3 separate regions of the Gossypium arboreum genome follow, and all the other regions are linked to region 3. A link is a contact called in public Hi-C data. All regions are on one chromosome and are shown on one strand. Each heading gives the region's core, a stretch centred on a gene start, on an enhancer-like site or on the middle of the called end of the contact. The rest is flanking DNA. Distances are from core to core; before and after follow the strand shown.

Region 1 (3,537 bases), core at 113-2,612, 420 kb after region 3:
TTTTCTCCTATTTCATTATCTTTTGCTTGAATTAAGTCTATCGAAAATCCTGTGATATTCAACTTTGCTTGATTTGAGTCCGTCAGGAATCTCGTGACCCAAGGGTGCTTCTAGTGAGATAAGGTTCGGTCAGCCTTCATCTAATGCATTACCTTAATAACTAGAACTGTTGCCGCACGAATACTACCATAAACTTGTGCCCACCGTAATCAACACTTTCTCCCCTAAAGGGTTTCCTTGATAGCATAACCAATTTGAACCCGTGACCGCATAACCATAGCAAAAAATTTCTCATTACTCTCAATTGGGAAATAAATTTTGTAGGTGATGATACACTCCCCAAATGACAAATGAAATATGTTTGTGTCTGAGCTCCACCGAATCACTGTTAAACAAGACATACCTTCAAACTATCAAAATTTCTAACTAAAACACAAACACAAACACAAACACAAACACAAACACAAACACACACACACACACACACACACACACACACACACACACAAAAAAAAAAATCTTCCCTCCCCGTTTTTTCAACATTTAAAATTTTTATCGTGTTCTCTCCTCTACAACTAATCCCAACAATTTCTCCTTTCATCTCTTCAACATAAAAAAAAATTACTTCAACATATGCTGATCTTTCATTGGGTATGAGTTTATATGGACATCGATGCCGTTGCACAGCCTAGCAACACCCAAAAAAAAATCCATATTTATTGACATCGATGTCGCCAACAAGAATGGCGACACTAATTTTTTTTTATAAATTCATTTGGTATTGTAAAAGAGAGCGACGACACTCATTAAAATATTTTTCTTTTTCTTTTTCTCTCGAAATACTCATATTTTAACACAAAAAATTTATTATTATTTTAAAATGACCAATCATTGTGTCATTATTAGGGGTGGTATCGTCAATGGGTATAGCGACACCAGAGTGCACTATAAAAAACAAGTTATTCTCGTACAAGATTTTGAATTTGGGTAATTTTTGTAATTAATAAATTCTTTTAAGTTAGTTTCTAAAAAAATCCTAAATAAACTCAAATTAATATATTTATGTTAAAGTGAAGTCTTGAAATTTATGCTTAAATTAAGTTAGCTTTAGTTCCAAATGTGTTCCAAGTAAGGGATGTTACAACTAAACACTAACTCAATTAAGAAATTACAAAAAGGACCTTTTGTATTCAAAACAAATTATATGCACTTTTAATTCTTTTAATTTAAAAAATAAAATATACTTATTCTAAATTTAAACTCATGAGAATTAAATTTTATCCTTACCACACAAATTCTAATCTCATTTTATCTATAATTTAATTTAATTTTTAATGTGTTACATATGGGTGTTTTAAATACGAATATTAATAATAATACCGGTGGTTAACCTTGTTACTATTTTTGAGCTACGCTGTAATTGTTAAAAGGGCCGAACGATTATCAAAATTAGGGTTTATTTTTGAAAGAAATTTGTTGGATTAGGCATAAAAACCTATCAAACCTTCACCGGCACAAAGTTATCGGATATTTCTTGCTCCACTGTCTTCGACTTCGCTGAAGCGCACTGATTCGACGTTACTCTAATTGAACAAATGGCGTCTAATCGACCTCTCTCTGCTTCTCGGGCTTGAGTTTGAGCTCTTGCAAGTTGCCGCACTGAGTCAGGTCAGCCTTACCTCGCTCTTATTTTTCATCTTTGTTCATGTTTCTCCTTTCAAGGCGTCTCGATTTTCTATAGATCCAATTTGTTTCGATATTCAAGAACGGTTCGCCGAGGGAGGGGGTATTGAAGGCGCCTTTTCTTTTTAATAATTGATTCTGTAACTACTTAAAGTATGGCTAGAAGATACAATGAATCGAGCAGCGATGATTCGAGAGATGAGAGTGGGGAACGTGGTAATCGTCGCAAAAGGTATTCTAGGTCAGATAGGGAAAGGGGAAGACGAGAAAGAGGAAGAGAAAGAGAACATGGCGATGAGAATGGGGAGAAGCGGCAGAGGGAAAATTCTGGATCTTTTGGTGAAGAAGAAGGCAAGCGTGCTAATAGAGAGAGGAGCGAAGAAAGTGAAAGAATTCATGCTGATAATGATAGTAAGGATAGGCAGAGAGAAAAACGTCCTAGATCCTCTGATGAAGAAGATGGCAAGCATTCCTATAGAGATAGAAGGGGTGAAAGAGAGAGAATTCATGACGGTGATGATGATGGTAAGGATAGGCGGAGAGAAGAAGGGTCAAGATCTTCTGATGAAGAAGATGACAAGCCTTCCTTTAGGGATAGAAGGCATGAAAGAGATAGAATTCGTGAAGGTGAAAATGATTCCAAGGCTAGGCGGAAAGATACACAGGAGGAAAGTTCTGAATCTTCTGATAAGTCAGAAGAAGAGAGGCGAGCCAAGAGGGACAGGAGTGGAAAAAGGGATAGACGTCATAGGCATGACACTGGACATAGGGATTGGCATAATGATAAGCAGCGGGAAGAAGATAGGTATAGAAATAGGGACTGGTGGCGTCATTCACGGCATGATTCTGATGATGATGATCGCGGAAGAAGGTCCCATAGAAATACAGAACTTGAGAATAGAAGTCAAAGGAGAGACAATGATAATCAACCAAGCCGTAGAGACGGAGATGATAATAGCTTTAAGGAGAAAGAGGAAGGAGAAATCAAGCAGAAACAACCAGCTTTTCAGCAAACCAACTTGAATGGTGATACCTCGAATTTAGGTAGGAGTGGAGGAGTTTACATTCCTCCATTTAAATTAGCTAGAATGATGAAAGAGACACAGGATAAGAGCAGTGTTGAGTATCAGCGATTAACATGGGATGCCCTCAGAAAAAGTATCAATGGTCTTGTTAACAAAGTAAATGCTACTAATATCAAGAATATTATTCCGGAACTCTTTGCTGAGAATCTTATTCGAGGAAGAGGTCTCTTTTGTCGTTCGTGCATGAAATCTCAGATGGCATCTCCAGGTTTCACTGATGTTTTTGCTGCACTGGTGGCTGTTGTTAACACCAAGTTTCCTGAGGTGGGGGAGCTATTGTTGAGAAGGATTGTTTTGCAGCTTAAGAGAGCATATAAGCGGAATGACAAGGTGATTAATTGCCCCTTCACTAATTCTGATGATTTAGGGTTTTTTTTTTGTGTGTGTGTGTGTGTGTGTAACTGACTGTTTCTTGTATTGGACAGCCTCAATTATTGGCAGCTGTTAAATTTGTAGCTCATCTTGTGAACCAACAAGTGGCTCACGAGATTATTGCTTTGGAACTACTCACTGTTTTGCTGGAAAACCCTACTGATGACAGTGTTGAGGTAGCTGTTGGTTTTGTTACTGAATGTGGTTCCTTACTTCAGGATCTTTCACCAAAAGGCCTACATGGTTAGTGTTACCATTTGAATCATGTATTTTCCAATGCAGTACTTTTACCCATATTACTAAGATTGATACTGGTTTAAGTTCCATAGTATTATGGTGTTGGAATGCTGAGATGTATTGTGTTGCATTTTGTTAATTAGACATGTAATGCATGACG
Region 2 (3,613 bases), core at 507-3,006, 450 kb before region 3:
CCGTCACATAATCCCACCAAAGCCATGGCTTTCGACTTTCATTAGCAACTTTGAAAAAGCAAGCTTGGCGAAGATTTTGAAGCACGACATCTTTACCATCATATCCTTTAGAGAAGTCTTGCTCAGGATCTGGGGCACAGTACCTCCCATGATTGATACACTGTGACTTGCACTGTTTGCTGAGAAGAAAAGCTTCAGGGCAATACCAAGTTATATAGTGTGGGATGAACTGTGTGTACCCTTTCTGCTCGAGTACTTGAGCAGCTCCTTTGAAGTTCTTGACAAATTCCATCTGGCTGTCACACTTTGGTCCACACTCATCATTGCTATTTGTCCAAAACTCATACTCAACTCGCTCGTCAGGATGCGGAAGAGATTCGGTCCAGTCCAGACTGATTTTAACCATTTCCCCAAAGGTTATGGCGTTCTTCAAACTGTCTCCCAGAGATTTGCTAATGAGGGCAGATGGAATGGTGATGTTCTGCAGGTACTCAGCACTAGCATTCTTTTCTTCAGGGGTATCCATGGTAATCAAGGACTCATCCTGGTTGTCAGCAACAAGAATTGCAGCAGCTCCAGCTTTCTGAGCATTCCATGCCTTCAAGGTGAAGAAACAATCTGGCAGAAGAGAAAAAGCTAATTGAGAAGATAAAAACCGAAACCAAGGGAAAATAAGGCCAACAAGTTTAAATCAACACGGTAGGCAATTCTAAATATAACAAGTGCCAACTATCAACTACTAACATATTTAAGTATGCAAAACTCAGATTATCACGTGTCACATTTACAAAGATAGAACGTAATGATAACCCATCATAATTTCCAAAATTGGATCATCAATGATAAAATTTACAAGGAAAAACTGGCAGACCTCCACGATTAACAAGGAGAAAAGTAGGGAGTCCACCAGGCTTTGATTTGAAGGAGATGTCAAACTCATCAAAGATCTTGCATGCCCCTTGGTTTGCCTTAGGATAAACAACCGTACCAACTAAGGTTCCACCATATTGAGGGACCCCAAAATTCCCAATCGCGCATTCGTAAACTCCTTTGATTGACCCAGGTGATGTCACTTTCAAGCTGTTCTCCTCCACTACGAACCTCCCCAAACAATTCCCCAATAACATAATCCATACGCAGATTAAAACCCCAAACTTTTCTCTCATCTTTCCTCCACGCAAAAATAAGAAACTTTTGTGATAGTAACCCAAGATGAAGAACCTTTGAATCTATTACTTAGCATAAAAGTTACCCTTTTTTTAGCTGAATTTTTCTTTTCTATTTCTCCTTTTGCATTTGTATACCAAACAAAAATACAAAACAAAGAGTCCGTAAGAACAAGTTTGTAAGATTTATCGAAGTTTAGAATCTGATGCGATAAATCCAAGGTTTGAGAAATAGATTGGGCTTTTGGCTATATTATATCAATTTATCTTAGTTTACCAACATAAATAATTTACGATTTGAATTGCGTGATGATCTGATAAAAATAAAAAAGATTTGAATATTTGATGAAGGGCTTGGATTTTTAAGATGAGCCTAATAATAGATCTTATTTACTTATTTTTCGATATTTGAAACTGCAATCCACCACAGAGCACAATCTCCATTTTTACACTATTCATTCCCTTTCTTGAAATTTGAAAATTGGCTTACTCCAGGGCTAAACTGATAGATTTCATCTATCCCCACCCCACCAAATAAACAATTATCAAGGTTTTCTTTAACCATCATTTTGTTCAATAAGAATATGACCAGGTGCAAATTCAGAAAAAAATTTTGAGGGCAGAAGAAAATTATAGTTTATATATTTATAATTTTTAAAGGATTAAATTAAATTTTTATAATTTTAGAAATTAAAATAAAATTTTACTTTTATTAATTTAAAATTTTAAAAAATTTAAAGGACCTAAATAAAAATTTCCCATTTTAGGGGGGCCGGGTCATGCCTCCCCCTGATTTCGCCCCTGAATATGACTTGTCACTGTGGATTTCCTCGATTTTAATAAACCAAAATCTTTAACTGCAAAATAGAATATAATTCATAAATATGTTTTTGCACGTGTGTTGCCTTCTATTTTCCTCCTTAAATTGCTTCATTTTGTAAATCCCGCTGACTGAGATGAGTTTCGCTCGATAGGGATGCAAGCCCACATAAATTCAATTAAATATATTATATTTCTTTCATAAAATTGTATATTTAATTATATATTTTAAATTTATATTTAATTTAGTTATATATTTGATGTGAACTCAATTACGAATTAATTCAGGATTTATATACCCGATTGTCTACATAAGTATTTGCACTAAATTTGAATGAAATTGAAAGAAAAAGTAAAGTAATGATAATTTTTTATGTAACTCTCAAATATAAATGAACCAGAAATGAACCAATATTATATATCAATACGACTCGAATTTTATAAAATTATTTAAAATCGAAAAATTTAGGAATGGATGGAACCTTGACCCCCTATGTACATTGAGATAAGAACCAAAAGTATAAGGATAATCGTTATACTTTGGGATAGTTAACAAAGTGATAAGATCGGTTTGAAAGTGCCACAAGAACGAGTTCTTGATAAGTTCAAAAAATTCTTAAAGAACAAAGAGATTAACTCAAACATGTTTATATAAATACAAAGTCTTGACCTACAACAATGACTTAAACAAAATATATTGGACACTTAGTAGATGAATGGCCATGTTCAGCCATAAATGAAGTACATGAACAATTAAAATGGATTAATATCTTTTCTTCAACAACCAATATTAGCTTCATAAATTCGTCCATGTGTGCTTAAGGATTAAGTAAGCTCAAATAGTCACAATCAGCCATTATGATGGACAGTGACCTTTAATAGAGCATGAAAATGTCCAATAGTCAGCTTCTAGAAGGTTTCTCCATGGCTTCATTCAATTCCCATCTTAAATAGTGCAATAAATCACTTTGTGTTGACCCAAAGGTCACTTTCAATGCCCATACGATCAACCATTTAAGTGTGAACAAAATGGATGCTTTTGTAAATCCGAACAACCCCATAGAAAAAATATGCAGCTCCTCTAAAATTTAATTAATCCAGCCATTAGTCTTCTACTAGGACATATTAAACAAACATTAGACACTCTAAATGCAATAATAAAGCTATAATAAACTTGGAAAGAATTTAACACACTTTAAGACATATTAAACATGCTTAAGACACATTTAAAAGGTGTAATAACAAAGACAATTTAAACACTCATGAAACATGTAATAATGAAGACATATTAAAAACGTTGTAATAATAAAACATAAATAAATAAAAAGCTATAGAAATAAATAAATTATTTAAGATGTCCAGATTTGGGCCTTATAGGCGTCTTAAGTTTAATCACTTTTTAAAACTCAATTGGCGGCTTCGGTTCGAGCCCAATTAAGGGACCCGAGATCACATCACTCCCTTCCTCTTCAAAGCAATTTGTCCTCAAATCGATACCTATATCATAATGGAACGAGTAATCAAAGTTCAAGTGCTCAAAATAATTATCAAATGTATTTTCAGAAACCAAAGCTTTTTTTTCGAAGTTTGGAAGCTCAAAGTCTTTCAAAGTTATACAAGCATCTCGG
Region 3 (3,453 bases), core at 804-3,303:
TACCTTCACAAAGCTTACAAAATCAACAATGGCATAACTCAAAATCACCATCAAAATAAGAAATTAAGACATGTGCTTGATAATATACTAAGCAACGATCACAAAAACGTAGAAATTATCAAAAACCGAACAAAAATGAACCTTTAATCAAGCTTTATCATGGTCGAACATTCAAAGCTCAAGACCCTATTATTTTCTTCTATTTTTGGCTGAACAAGGATGAATATAACACCACTTTCATGTTTTCTTTTATTAAATACTTAATTATGCAACAATTATCGTTTTGCCCATGATTAATAAACATTTAAAACATTAACATATAAGGCCATTTTAGTCCACTTTCAATATAAATGGCATATTAACAACATAAGGAACTCATAATCAATAAGCCATATCAAAAAGACACTTTTAACAGATAGCAAGCCATTTTTACATTTTATACGATTAGGTCCTTTTATCAGATTAAGCACACAAATGATCAAATTTTCATACGAAACTTTTACAGACATAAATTCATATATTATAAACACGGAAAATAATATTAAAATATTTTTTGACTTGGATTTGTGGTCTCAAAACCACTATTTCGACTAGGGTCTAAACTAGAATGTTACGGTAGGCTTAAAATGAGCACCCCACCCCACCAACAACTCTCGTTTGGTTTTTGACTTGGATTTGTGGTCTCAAAACCACTATTTCGACTAGGGTCTAAACTAGAATGTTACGGTAGGCTTAAAATGAGCACCCCACCCCACCAACAACTCTCGTTTGGTTGAGCCATTGAGGATGGTTTCCACCTATCTAGCAATCAAAAACCCTTCCATCAGGGTGGTAGGTTTTAAAAGCTCTAGGTATTGCCCCACATCAGCTTTCAAATTATTGATGAATATACTGATAGCGTATTGTTTAGGTAACTGCAACTAATTTAACAAACTAATGAAAGAATTATAGTATTGATTGATCAAACCTGTATGTTTAAGGGAGAGTAATTCTTTCATAGGATCCTGGAAAGTTTGATATCCAAACTTGTCCTTGGGTTTTTGCGCATATGACTCCAATTCAACATGTGGAACCCCTTTGCCTTTGAGCATAAATATGATGTCAATCGAGAGCCTTTCCCTCTAGATACAACATGACCATCCTTACTCTAGCATTCACCAAAATCTCCTCAGTCAAAAAGTACTATTCTAGTTTTGCCTACCAACCTCTAAATTTTGTACAGTCAAAACGAGGGCAATCCAATTTAGGGGGTTTAGTATTGACCTTGACAACATCGGAATTTTGGAATGGAAACAGGGAATCCTTAAGAGGAAATCTTGGTGGAGGCCCGCTTAACACTCCTTTCCCCTTGTCAGACAGTAAAAGTTTTCCCAAATATTGCTTAAATATACCATGAAGTTGACCTTGAAGCTCAACCTTCAACTTACCCCGAAAATCCTCCTTTAGTTTTTTGAACCTATCCCTAATATGACTATCCAATTTGTCTCCAATATGACTATCCAGTTGAGAGAGTTCGGATTGAAGCTTAGTGACTTCTTACTATAGATGAGTAACCTCCTTTTGTAGACAAGTGAAAATTCCATCCCCGAACATGAGAATTGGCTTGCTCTGATACCTTTGTTAGGAGATTGTTTCCAAGAAAACTAAGAGAACAAAAAACATTAAGAAAGAGCAGAGAAAGAAAATAAAATTTTCATTTATTTACTCAAAAGCAAAAAACATGCCTTCCTTCTTTCCCTTATTCGTCGATTATAACGAAAAAAAATGATTGCCACATGGAAAGAAAGCAAAGGCAATTACAACTGAAACAAAACACAGCGTAATCAAAACTATTCATTTCATTAAAATCCCTTTTCCTCAAAATACTGTGTAGAATATTAAACACAAAACACAACATAATAATATAATTTAAAAACTTATTAAAGTACCCTTAACAAATATTTTGTTTTAAAAACGTACCCTAGAACTTTCAACAATTTCGAAGGCAGAGAGGATATTTATCTGAGTTTTTACTCTATTATCAAAATATCTAACAGTTGATTTTTATCTTATTAAATTAGATGGCCATTTCAACGAAGCGGTCTAAGAAAGAGGCGGCCCAAGAAAACCGGTTAAGAGAGGTTGCATATTAAAAATTAATTATCGTTTGCAGTAATACGGTTCCCTTATTTTCTTCTACATATCTCTCTTATCTATTTTCACATACCGCTCCAACCCGATTCGGCTCCGAAATGGACTCTGAGTCTGTAAGTTCCGCGAATCCCTCACGCTTGCCTCTGAGCATTTAGAAAGAAACCTTTCGGGAAAATAACATAAGAGAGAAAAAAAAAAGAAAAAACCGAATACATCCATTTCTAGGGCTTTAATTGAATGTATTCATCTATGTATTTAAAATTTAAATATTAATTGGACGTTAGTTATTTTCTTTTTCTTTTTCTTTTTCATATCTAGTTTTGAAGAATTCGCGATTGTAAATGCTGCTTAGGGTTCTTGAAGAATTGCTGCTTTGAAATATATATATTTCGATTTGGAACGGGATTTCCTGGGTTAGTTTTTTAATGTTGGAACCTTTTCTTTTTGGAGGAGGTAGCCAGATTGGGGGGGTTGATTTTAGGGTTTTTAGCCATTGATTTGCAAAACGGGAACGATAGGTTTGGGTTAGAGGATAATGTGTATACTGTGTGTGATTCAGAAGTGGTCTCGCCGGGTTGCTACGATGCTGCCTTGGTTAGTTATACCTCTCATAGGTTTATGGGCTCTTTCTCAGCTATTGCCACCTGATTTTCGATTTGAGATCACGTCCCCAAGGCTGGCTTGCGTTTTTGTGCTTTTGGCAACTCTGTTTTGGTATGAGATTTTAATTCCCCGGCTATCTGCTTGGAGGGTTAGAAGGAATGCACGCCTTAGGGAGAGGAAGAGGTTTGAGGCTATAGAATTGCAGAAGCTTCGCAAAACTGCAACACGAAGGTGCCGGAACTGCCTGACTCCATACAGGGATCAGAAACCTGGTGGTGGTCGGTTTATGTGCTCTTATTGTGGCCATATTTCAAAGAGACCTGTTTTGGACCTGCCAGGTCCACCTGGTCTGGGTATTTCAAATTCTGGGATCATTAAGGATCTTGTTGGAAAAAGTGGTAAACTCTTGAATGGAAAAGGATGGTCGGAGAATGGGTGGATGTGTGGGCAGGATTGGTTAGAGAATGGCAACTGGGTCTCTGGGTCTGTTGGAGGGAAGCCTAGCTATTGGTGGAAGAATGGCACTGGTGACTTTGGAGGAGTTGAAGATTGTTTGGCGAAGAAATCTTATTCAGGAATTGTTATTTTTGCATGCAGACTGTTAACGTCCTTCTTGAGCATTAGGTGGCTTTTGAGAAGGATTTTTGGGGTTAGTTCATCGAATTATGATGCTTCATCTGATGCAGACCACAGGGGCATGTTGACTAAGAGGGGTGA

The links. Hi-C and Micro-C count contacts between places; a contact is called where the count stands out from the background.
Region 1: a Hi-C map of leaf shows a contact between it and region 3, with 2.9 times the contacts expected there. The contact joins the promoter of LOC108489328 here to the promoter of LOC108453375 in region 3. A contact is called at or near these places in 2 of 5 Hi-C or Micro-C datasets (both in leaf).
Region 2: a Hi-C map of leaf shows a contact between it and region 3, with 2.7 times the contacts expected there. The contact joins the promoter of LOC108454058 here to the promoter of LOC108453375 in region 3. A contact is called at or near these places in 2 of 5 Hi-C or Micro-C datasets (both in leaf).

The regions. Positions count from the first base shown.
Region 1 is chr3:78,575,068-78,578,604 of ASM2569848v2, reverse strand. It overlaps LOC108489328, which reads left to right and starts at 1,362. Exons shown (of 7, transcript XM_017793787.2): 1 at 1,362-3,098; 2 at 3,194-3,383. The coding sequence starts at 1,839.
Region 2 is chr3:79,445,834-79,449,446 of ASM2569848v2, reverse strand. LOC108454058 (vacuolar-sorting receptor 1-like) reads right to left here and starts at 1,756. Exons shown (of 11, transcript XR_001866666.2): 1 at 872-1,756; 2 at 1-618.
Region 3 is chr3:78,998,618-79,002,070 of ASM2569848v2, reverse strand. LOC108453375 reads left to right here and starts at 2,053. Exons shown (of 4, transcript XM_017751445.2): 1 at 2,053-3,453. The coding sequence starts at 2,669.